3 separate regions of the Mus musculus genome follow, and regions 1 and 2 are each linked to region 3. A link is a contact called in public HiChIP or PLAC-seq data. All regions are on one chromosome and are shown on one strand. The core of a region is the stretch at or near the end of the contact, and the rest is flanking DNA. Distances in the headings are between cores, read along the strand shown.

Region 1 (3,330 bases), core at 212-2,711, 500 kb after region 3:
TTCCTAAAAATGCATACCTATATAAAAGAAATTTAGAATTGCTGTCTAATAGGGGAGACCATGTCCCAACTAAACATCTCATGCCATGAAGTAAAACCTTCAGTTCCTAGAATGGGTTACTCCAGAGACGTCTGTTATATAGATGGTCCCCCAGACATTTAGGCTATTGCCAATGCTGCTGGTTACCCTCCACAGCCTGACGGTAGGCACTGCTCCTGAGGACACCACCTACTCAAGGCACAGCATGTGGAGAAACTGAGCAGCCCTTACTGAGCAGTGCTCATAGTGCTGAGATGCAATACACGCACTATTGAAGAAAAGCAATCATCTGGGTCGCCTAGTGACCTGTCTGTGGGATAATCCCACTGCTGTCATCATGGCACAGATGTTATGGGAGGAACCAACACTCTTGGCTTGGACTTAAGATCCACTGTATAGGATGGAGCCATACATCTCACTGTTACTGGGACCAAGAACTTAGCATTAGTCTTCTATAGGTCTAAATCTCCAGACAGGAGGAGGGAGAGTCATGTCCCTGTCTGAGATCCTGGAAAGTAGTTCCTAGATGCAGAGGCTGGAGCAGGAGCTGACTGGAGGAGGAGAAGGGGGTGGCCTGTACCTTGTTCTCTGATGATAAGGTCTTGCTTCTGATGAGACAAGGCATAGATTCTGGGATGGGCTCTCTATTTCTGTCTGTCTTTATATATCTCTCTGTTTCTGTCTCTCTCTATCTCTCTGTCTGTGTCTGTCTCTCTATCTCTCTGTAGGTTTCTCTCTCTCTCTGCATGCATGTGTATGTATACATGTGTGAGTATATGTATATATATGTGTGTGTGTGTGATTGCATGTTATGAGTTTATGTGTGTATGCATACATATGTGTGTATGTATGTGATTGTGTATTGAGTTCATGTGTGTGTGCATGTGCATACACATGTGTATAAAAGTGTGTGTTTGTATATATGTATGTGTGTGATTATGTGTTATGAGTTCATATGTATTTGAGTGTGCACACATGCGTGCCTGTGAATGTAGAGACCAGAAGTTGCCTTATTAGGACAACTGACATATGTGCATCACGGCACTTGTGTATAGCGATCAGAGGACAGCTTGCAGGAGTTATTTCTCTTCTTTCTCCTCTACTGTGGAGTTTTTAATGATCAAACTCAGGCTTGATGAAGCACCTTTACCAGCTCAGTCATCTTGATGGCCCCCTATGTATCTTGAGACAGGGCCTCTCACTGAACCTGGAGTTCATCAACTAGGTTGATCAGTGAGCTCTGGGTACCCGATGGTCTCTTCCTTCCCTGAGCAGACACATGCTACTGTGGTGGCTTTTATGTGGATGCTGGGAATACAAATTGAGGTCTTCACGCTTACATAACAGGCACTGTACCAACAGCTGTCTCTCAACCCCAGGCTGGTATTGCATATGCTTCGACGTGAGTGAGCACCGTTGGGCTGAGAGCTCAGGATGGGAAACACAGTGATCCTTGGAAGAGCTAAAAATAAGCGTTGGCTCTGGAAGACACTGGGAGTTGGAGAAGCGTTTATAAAGATGGCTCTCTGACAACATCCACTCTGCTTGTCTTTCAATCGTGTCTAAACTGTTGGTTAGCACCAATATGAGCAGGCATGGCGCCCACCCTTCTACAATGCCCAGTAAGATCAAGGCTTAGTTTCTGCTTCCTGAGACACAGCAGTGTGCAGTGTAAGCAGAGGAGGCTGCACAAGTCACTGCAGAGATGCCATCTCAACCCCAGCACGGTCATGGCTGTGACCGTGAGTCAGGCTTCCTAGGAGTGATTCTCTGAGTCCTTACAGGAGCTTGGATGAGACTGGTTCTGCTTTCCCTTTTCATTTGCAGATGGCAAGGTTTCTTGAGGCTGGTGAGGAATGAGATTTAAATCCAAACCCAGTCCCCAGGACTCTGAAGCCTGGCTGTTTCCACTGACCTTGGAACCCCCTAAAGGACTAATTCAGGACTATCGAGCAGACCCACCCTGACCTTGACCCTGACCCTTTCAGCCCCTCTGCTGCCTCCTCCTCTCCCACAGACACCTGAGCAGCGCATGCTGGTGGTTGGCTTCCGAGTTCCAGAGCACAGAACAGTAGAAGAGCTGAGAGGTGAAATCTCTCTACACCTTCCACACTGCCAGGGAGCATCCTGGCTGTGCCTGAGTATACCATCTTACGTTTTCCTCTCCCTCCCCAGTCCTTGGAAACTTCAAACCCCTGGTTCCCCAAACCAGCCAGGGACTAGAGCCATTTGAGGTGATGCTGCTCTTTTTGCCTCTCTTTATTGTTTGCTGGTGTTTGTGGGTGTTTTTTTCACACACACACACACACACACACACACACACACACACACACACACACACACCCTAGTTAGGAAGCAAAGGCTGTCTGTGGGTCCTGCAGTGGCATCAAACAGCAAAGGTGCCCTTCTGACCCTCCACTTCTGCCCATGGGTCACCTCTGCTTTATGTGCCCTGCTCCCTTTTCCTATTTTTAATCTCCATTTTGCAAAAGCTCAGAGCAAATGCCACATACACCCTCATTACATGGGGTATCCCACCCCAGGGGCTTCCCTCGTGTCAGGAGGACAGATAGACTGAGATGACCCCACAAAGAAGACCTGGAAGAAGGTGGTAGAGAGTCACCCCTATGAGGGGTGCAGACCCAGGGGTGGTACTTTGCAACATCCCCCCCAAGCTTCTCAGGACAGACATGGCAACAGCATCTACCTTACTGTGGGGTGTCAGGAACCTCTAATGTGGTTACTTGAAAGTAGCCCCTCCTGCCCATGCCTAGAAGACAGTAGACTTAATTCAGGATGAAGATGTATTGACTGGGAAAGTTGGACTAACACCTGACACTCTGCTGTTATGCTATAAGTGCTGTGAGCAGTCAGCATTGATTAGGCCCTTATTGCATACTAGACATCGTTTTAGGTTCTTGGAGTTCATCCCAGAAACAAAAGCACAGGTCTGTGGTCTTGTATGATTTAGGAGCAGCTAACCATCAAGAATTATTGGGGTAGGGGGGTGGGGGATGTGCAGGGGACGGCTCAGTAGGCAAAGTGTTTGCCCCAACACAAAAGCCAAGCATGTGGCATGTTGTCTGGAAGGCCAGCACCCACGGGCCGGTGTGGAGACACAGAATCCAGGGACACAGTGGCAGCCAGTCTTGCCAAAATTGTGAGTTCAGAGTTCAGCGAGAGACTGTCTCAAAAACCAAGGAGAGAGGTGATAGAGTAATTTTGTATCTTTATACTTTGTATCATCTTTCTACTTTGTATCTTTTTCTCTGTATCTATACTTTATATCTT
Region 2 (3,092 bases), core at 138-2,637, 460 kb after region 3:
GCAGGGCTGGAACTTGTAGGTGAGGGCAAGTGCATTCATAATTGAGCGGGGAGAAGCAGGCTCACGCGGGGCCTTGCAAAAAAAGAAACGACCTAAGCCCAGCAAAGAAAGAAGCTCTGACAGACGCCACACAGAGTGGGTCTCAGCTCAGTTTTGGAGATTCATTTCAACTGCTTGGTGGAGAGATGCAAACGAGAAGCATCTTCTACATCTCGACGAGGTGGGGGTGGGGGAAGCCATGGCTTGAACTTGTGTGAAGCTGTGCAGACATGGGGAGGAGGCAGGCCGAAGTTAACAGACCTGTTCACGGATACAATATGTGAAAGTATGTTCTCGTCACTGCAGGAACATTGGCCTGATCAGGCTGCCATTGAGTATAGAGAGGGAGACCCGAGAGTCTGAGGAGCTCTTCTCAGGCCTGGGTGGAGAAAGTCAATCCTTAGCCATGCAGCGCTGAACTACGCATGCGCATCTCACGCATGCGCGCTGCATGGCGTCATTCCAACACTAAAGCTTAAGGGGAGGGCTGTGAGCTCCAGGCCAGCCTGAGCTTCCTAGTGAGACCATGCCTCAGAGTGACGAATCAGGGTGCCCACAGATAGCCTGACATGTGGGTACGCACCTCTACCCGCTTTCCCCTCAAAGCCGCTGCAGCAACCAGAATCCCGTTTTTGGATTTTTCCCCCCTCTACACTTGCGTGTTTTGTTTTCTTTTGTTGAGAAAGGGTCTCACTCTGTAACCCAGGCTGAACTCAAATTTCACCATCCTCCTGCCTCGGCCTTCTGACTGCCGGATTGACAGGTGCACACAACCACACCCAGGGCCATCTATCCCTTCATTCCAATTCATCCAATGTAAATGGGCACATGGGAGGGTTCCATGGGAGGGGCCATGGGGGTGTGGGAGGAGCCCATGGGAGGGTCACATGGGTGGGGTTGTGGGCGGGTTACGTGGGAGAGTCACGTGGGTGGTCTGTGGGCGGAAACAGGGGGAGGGACACTGGGGAGGGGCACAGGCTACCCAGTTCCCTGTTAATCCTCACTGTTTAACCTTGGTCTCCACACATAGTGAATGCTCTTTCGTCTCCGCTGGTGTTTATCCCACAATCACCTGTACACATGGCTTTGGCTGCTTGCCAGCTGTTCTGTTCCAATCAACACGGCCCAGTGGGTTCTTGATGGTTCTCTAGCGGGTGGAGACTCTCTCCAGAGGGCTGCATGTACCTCCTCCCTCGAGAAAGAGAGATCTGCAGTTCTGGGGCAAAGTGACCAGAACCATTCGCTGGCGCTGGCATAGGGACAAATGAAAGGCGTGAGTGTTCTGTTATGGAAATGGGGTGGTTGGTGGCCTTCCAGGGAGACCCAATGTCAACTGACTGTGGGAAGAGTTAATAACCACTCCCGGCCCAGCCAACTGGGCTCCGTTGCTAAGCAACTGCCTCCCGGAGTTACATAATATAAAAGAGAAACACTTATTTTTTTCCTAAATGGAACAGGGTTTCTTCAGTAATGGAGGCATTTTCACCTTGATGTTTCCTGTCTCCAGTGGACCTGGTGACTTAGACGTGACCATAGCCTTGGGGTAGCCTTGAAGCTGCTATGACCCCATCTAAAAATGAGCCAGTTCCGAGAATGGAGCAAATGAGACCACTGGGTTTCTTCCTCGTATGTATGCATGGAATTCCCAGGCAACCCATGGCTACATCTCCCTCTGTAGATTCCTGAAAGGGATCAATCGGATGACAGCACTTTGACCCAGCTCAGAGCTGGGCTGCCGCAAAGTGGGACAGGCTGGTGTAGCTCCTGTCACTGGCTGGGTCCTGGCTCCCGGCTCCCAGATACATCCTGAGCAGAGATAAATCTGCCTCTCCTCCGAGGTGCAGTATTAGAGATAGGATGGAGTGAACCACGTGTGGGTCCGTTCACTGTGCACCTCACTGTTCTCTTCTGGGAAATGGGCTCAGTGTGGGTAATGGTGGTATCCTTCATGATCAAACCAGCCTGCAGAGTTGTTCAAGACTGCAGCCAAAATCTAGTGGACAGAAAGCTGAAAGTGTTCGGGCGGGGGGTGGGGGGGAATCCTGTACATGTCCAGTGTCAGGAAGATGAGGCCAAGGACAACAACTGAGCAGGGGATTCCTGTGGTGGCCTCGAGTAGACACGAACTTCTAAAGCTTGTGGGTGGAAGAGATGGCAAGACAAACAGATACAAGATTTGGCAGGCAGGAACCCACCACTGCAACAAAGTATCAGAGACTGAGGTGTTTGTAAACCATAGAAATGAATTTCTCACCCACGCTGGACTGGCGAGGCAAACTTGTGAGCTTCCACAGGACTTTCTCCTTCCAAGGTGTCATGTTACTGCTGTGTCCTCTGGAGGGGACAAGTGCTCTGACTGTTGAAGAAGCCAAAAGGCCAGGGAGGGTTACAATCACCCCTCAAGCCCCCACCCCCCACCCCGCCACTTCACACAGTACTCTCCCATTGGGCCTTGAGTTTGAATTTTGAAGGAACGTTTAAATCATAACAAGAAGGAACTACAGGGTCAGAGCAACTTCTCGCAGCGATGGGACTATGAATATTCATGACAGGCACATCTGATTTGCATACTAGGTAAATGAGGAACTGATTTATAGAAAGCCCTCCCACTGAAGTCTTTTAATTTAGTCATTCTTGATTCTACAAGGAGCTGCAGACGTTTTTAAATGTACAGGTGGCCAGACCCCACCCTGCTAGTGGGTTCTAGAACTTTACCTTTGATTTCCCCCATGACTCCTCCTGCGGGCATGATGGGAATTTGGGTGCTCGAATCAAGATCTCCACCCAAAGCCACACGTGTAGGCAGTGGTGTAGCTGAGACTCAGCTCTGACTCCAGAATCTTACTCTCACATGTTCCAGGATTCTGTTTCTCCAGGCAGACTGAAATCATGAGTTCCCAAACCCTCGGTTCCTTTCCCTGCGCATTTCTAGAATCTTCTTGGAGGGAGGGGGTAAAACAAAAATTCCTTCACAGATAGTGATGGTCCTGCTGACTGTCCTGATGGGAAGGTCAATAGATCTCTAGTGTACTTGAGGTGGCGGTGGGTTGCTC
Region 3 (3,126 bases), core at 624-3,123:
AACCCTTACTTGGTAGGCTACTTTGTCTGCCTCTCATCTTGTTTTCTGACACTTGCTCTCTTAATGATCTAGAAATCATGAGTTCAGCTAGGCTGGCCTGCTGCTGAGCCCCGGGGCTCCCCCCATCTTGTCTTCCTGGTGTTGGGGTTCCAAGCATGTGTCCCCATGCACTCTATGTGGGCTCTGACAGTTGAACTCAGTTCCTCATTATTATGTGGCCTGCACTTCCCATCCCAAGGTACAGCTCTAGATGCTGCCCTCCCCCTCTGTTTACTCAAAAGAACTGGTCTCATTACTCATGAGGACAGAGCCACAGAAAGCTGGGACCTTGCCCCTGATTTCTCTCAGCCTTTTAGCATAGACTAAAGGTTTGAATGTGGCTGTCTTCATAACTTACTACCTACCACAACTTGGAAAAGGAACATGACAAGACAAAAAAAATCTTACTAGGTCAAAAAGGACCAAAATCAATCAATCAATCAATCAATCAATCAATCAAAAATGGGGAAGGTGGGAGGGTTATTTGTTATCTGATCATCTGAGGATCCCAGATGATTAAAAAAAACAACAACAACATTTTGGAAGAAACAATATTCAGACATGAAGGAGCAATGTGTTTTGGGGGGAACTTACCCCTCTCTCCTCACTGGGTAGACAAGGCATCTATGCTCCCATATTTGGGTGAAAAAGTGAATGGAACTGGCAAATTCAACTGAAGGCTTGGCTCTCCCTGTCTCTGCCCCATTATACAGTGGGCACTATAGCGGTGATGTGGGCTGTCTGTGGCAGACCCAACTCCTTCAGGATGTTCCCACCCCTTCCCACCTATACCTTTTCTAGTCCCTCTAAATACTGTGCCTTGGGGATTGAGAAACTTCTGGTAAAACTAGTCCTTTGGGAAACAGAATAGACAGAAAACAAAAGCAGGAGAACTAATCAAAAAACGTGACTGTAAACCCCCAACAGTTCACTCTAACCCTGGCCAATCCCGGGTTCACAGTGATGTATGGCAATTTGGATAAAGGCCCTGCAAGCTTATGATGTCTGCAGATTTCCTGATCCCTTAACAGGTACCACATGGATTTTGAATGTGGACCCCTGTGCCCAGCTGCAGAGAAATGAAATAGTGACCTAGGCAGGGTTGGGAATTCCCTACTGCCCAGAATCAAGTCTCAGCCCTTCCACTTCCCTGAAAACCCAGGAGGCTCTGCACTCTCATAGGGGCACTTCCTCTTGTGGTTCTTGAGTTGGTAGAGAGCCTGCAGAAGCTAGGATACCTTAACCCCCCCGCCCCCCAACTGGACACACACCCTGAGGCCTTTCACCTGAATGCAAGCCAGTTATGACCTTGAACCTAGAGTGCTTCCATCAACTGGGTCCCCTGGGACAGCGCTGCTCCAGGGCAGGACTCTCACCCCACTTCACCCTGCATGGCGGGAGCCAAGCAACTTTCTCTTCTATGCTGGTGTCTCTTGGCTTGGTTCTCAGAGGGAGGTCTAGGGTGGGGCTAATGGCTGGAGACACCCCCTGCTGTAGCTCTGACCTCTATTTGGCAATCATTCGAAAGAGCAGGTGGGACTACTCCAGGATACCTCTTGAAGCGTCCTCTCCAGGACAGTGTGCTATTGGAGACCTCCTGGAGTGTCCACTCAGTACTGGGCATCTGGACTGTGCTTAGAGAGCTAAGGGTGAGAAAGAGAGGAAAAGGAGGAGAGGAGAGAGAAGAGAGGAGGAGGGAGAGGGAGAGGAGGAGGGAGAGGAAGTCCCTGGTGCCTGAGAGGCTGGGTCAGGAGCGCGTGGCCGCGGACGGTTGGGGGCGCGCCGGGCTGGGGCGCGGAGCCGCGGAAGGGGCGGTGCGTCGGGGTCCGCGTCGGGGTCGCGCGTCGGGCGCGCCGTGGCCCCGTCGGGGCGGCGGGAGCTGCGGAGCCGCCATGGCGGACCTGGAGGCCGTGCTGGCCGACGTCAGCTACCTGATGGCCATGGAGAAGAGCAAGACGGCGCCGGCCGCGCGCGCCAGCAAGAAGGTCGTCCTGCCGGAGCCCAGGTACTGCTCTGGCCCTCTCCGCCCTATCCAGTCTCCTTCGGTTCTTTCCCTCCCTCTCAGGTCCCTTCCGGATCCCTCCTGGTCCTCTCCCTCACCTTCCCCCTCCCCCCCCTCCCCCGCCAGTTCCCTCCAGTCCCCTCTTGTCCCCTCTGGTCCTCTCCCTCCTTTTCTGGTCCGCCCGCCAGTCCCCTCCGTCCCGCTGTCCCAGGCTGGTTGCAGGGCTGTCTGTCTCTCAGCCCCCCTGCCCCTGTCCTCTGGCCCCTTGCAGTAGTAAGTAGACCTTGAGTTCTCAGTTCTGTCACCAGCGCCATTACCTGAGCCACTTTCCTCAACTTGGACCCCTGGCGGCCTGCCCTTTCTGGGAAGGATGACAGGAGAGCCACTTGAGCCTAGCCTGGTCTTGCAAGACTGGAGGTTCCCGCTGCACCGGCTCCGGCTGGCCGCTCGCTGCCAAGTTGCTCTTAATATCACGACTGATTTATTATTGATTTTTCTGAGGTGTGATGGCCTCTTAGAGCTGTACTTGTCCCGGGGAGTTCTAGGCGGTGTTCCAGAGTGGGGCTGTGTGTCACTTCTTAATTGACCCCACTGCCAGTTGCTTAGCTGGTGTGGCTTCCTTGAGTTGATGAAAAAATTGGCTCGGACTTTACAGCCACCCCTGAACCATGCAATTCTGTAAGGCTCTAAACCAAAGCTGCATCCCCTTTCAAATGGTCAAGCGTGACACGCCCATGTGGCGGCAGTGTTACCTACCTTCATGTGAGAGAAAATATACACATTTACTCGTCTAATTTTTTGAGGTCCTGGAGATGGGACCCAGGGCTTCACACACGCCAGGTAAACCGTCTGTCTCCTTAGCAGTATGCATAGCCCTCAGAGAACCTTTCAATACCGAACAATGGTCAGATTATTATTTTTTTTCCCGATCGTGTTTGTGAGCCCCGTGATCCAGGAAACATCAAATCCCCGTGCCGTGTTTGCTAGGAAGAGTCACACTGTACACACAGCTGCGCTGGCTGGGTATTTTTGGCTTGCCTTCCCTTGCAAGCCTTGGCCCTTCGCTGTTTTTTTTGGGGGGTGTG

The links. HiChIP or PLAC-seq counts read pairs in DNA pulled down with a chosen protein or histone mark.
Region 1: an H3K4me3 HiChIP or PLAC-seq map of forebrain shows a contact between it and region 3, with 4 times the contacts expected there. The contact joins the enhancer-like site here to the promoter of Grk3 in region 3. A contact is called at or near these places in 4 of 39 promoter capture datasets (the 3T3-L1 cell line, cranial neural crest and embryonic stem cells) and 6 of 115 datasets of contacts at active chromatin or transcription factors (embryonic basal ganglia, embryonic stem cells, forebrain and 1 more).
Region 2: an H3K4me3 HiChIP or PLAC-seq map of forebrain shows a contact between it and region 3, with 5 times the contacts expected there. The contact joins the enhancer-like site here to the promoter of Grk3 in region 3. A contact is called at or near these places in 3 of 39 promoter capture datasets (cranial neural crest, embryonic stem cells and hippocampal neurons), 1 of 15 datasets of contacts at CTCF or cohesin (the NIH/3T3 cell line) and 3 of 115 datasets of contacts at active chromatin or transcription factors (embryonic basal ganglia, embryonic stem cells and forebrain).

The regions. Positions count from the first base shown.
Region 1 is chr5:112,508,737-112,512,066 of GRCm38.p6, reverse strand. All of the region lies in intron 1 of Sez6l (seizure related 6 homolog like), which reads left to right. Among named protein-coding and RNA genes, the nearest start is that of Gm42160, 34 kb to the right of the region's middle. Within about 2 kb of position 1,461, at least 16 of the 459 cell types and tissues checked have an H3K27ac peak or open chromatin away from gene starts, as enhancers often do. A contact at or near this core is called in forebrain, where this site is marked.
Region 2 is chr5:112,550,381-112,553,472 of GRCm38.p6, reverse strand. All of the region lies in intron 1 of Sez6l (seizure related 6 homolog like), which reads left to right. Among named protein-coding and RNA genes, the nearest start is that of Sez6l, 25 kb to the left of the region's middle. Within about 2 kb of position 1,387, at least 60 of the 459 cell types and tissues checked have an H3K27ac peak or open chromatin away from gene starts, as enhancers often do. A contact at or near this core is called in embryonic stem cells, forebrain and hippocampal neurons, where this site is marked.
Region 3 is chr5:113,014,285-113,017,410 of GRCm38.p6, reverse strand. Grk3 (G protein-coupled receptor kinase 3) reads left to right here and starts at 1,873. Exons shown (of 21, transcript NM_177078.4): 1 at 1,873-2,044. The coding sequence starts at 1,932.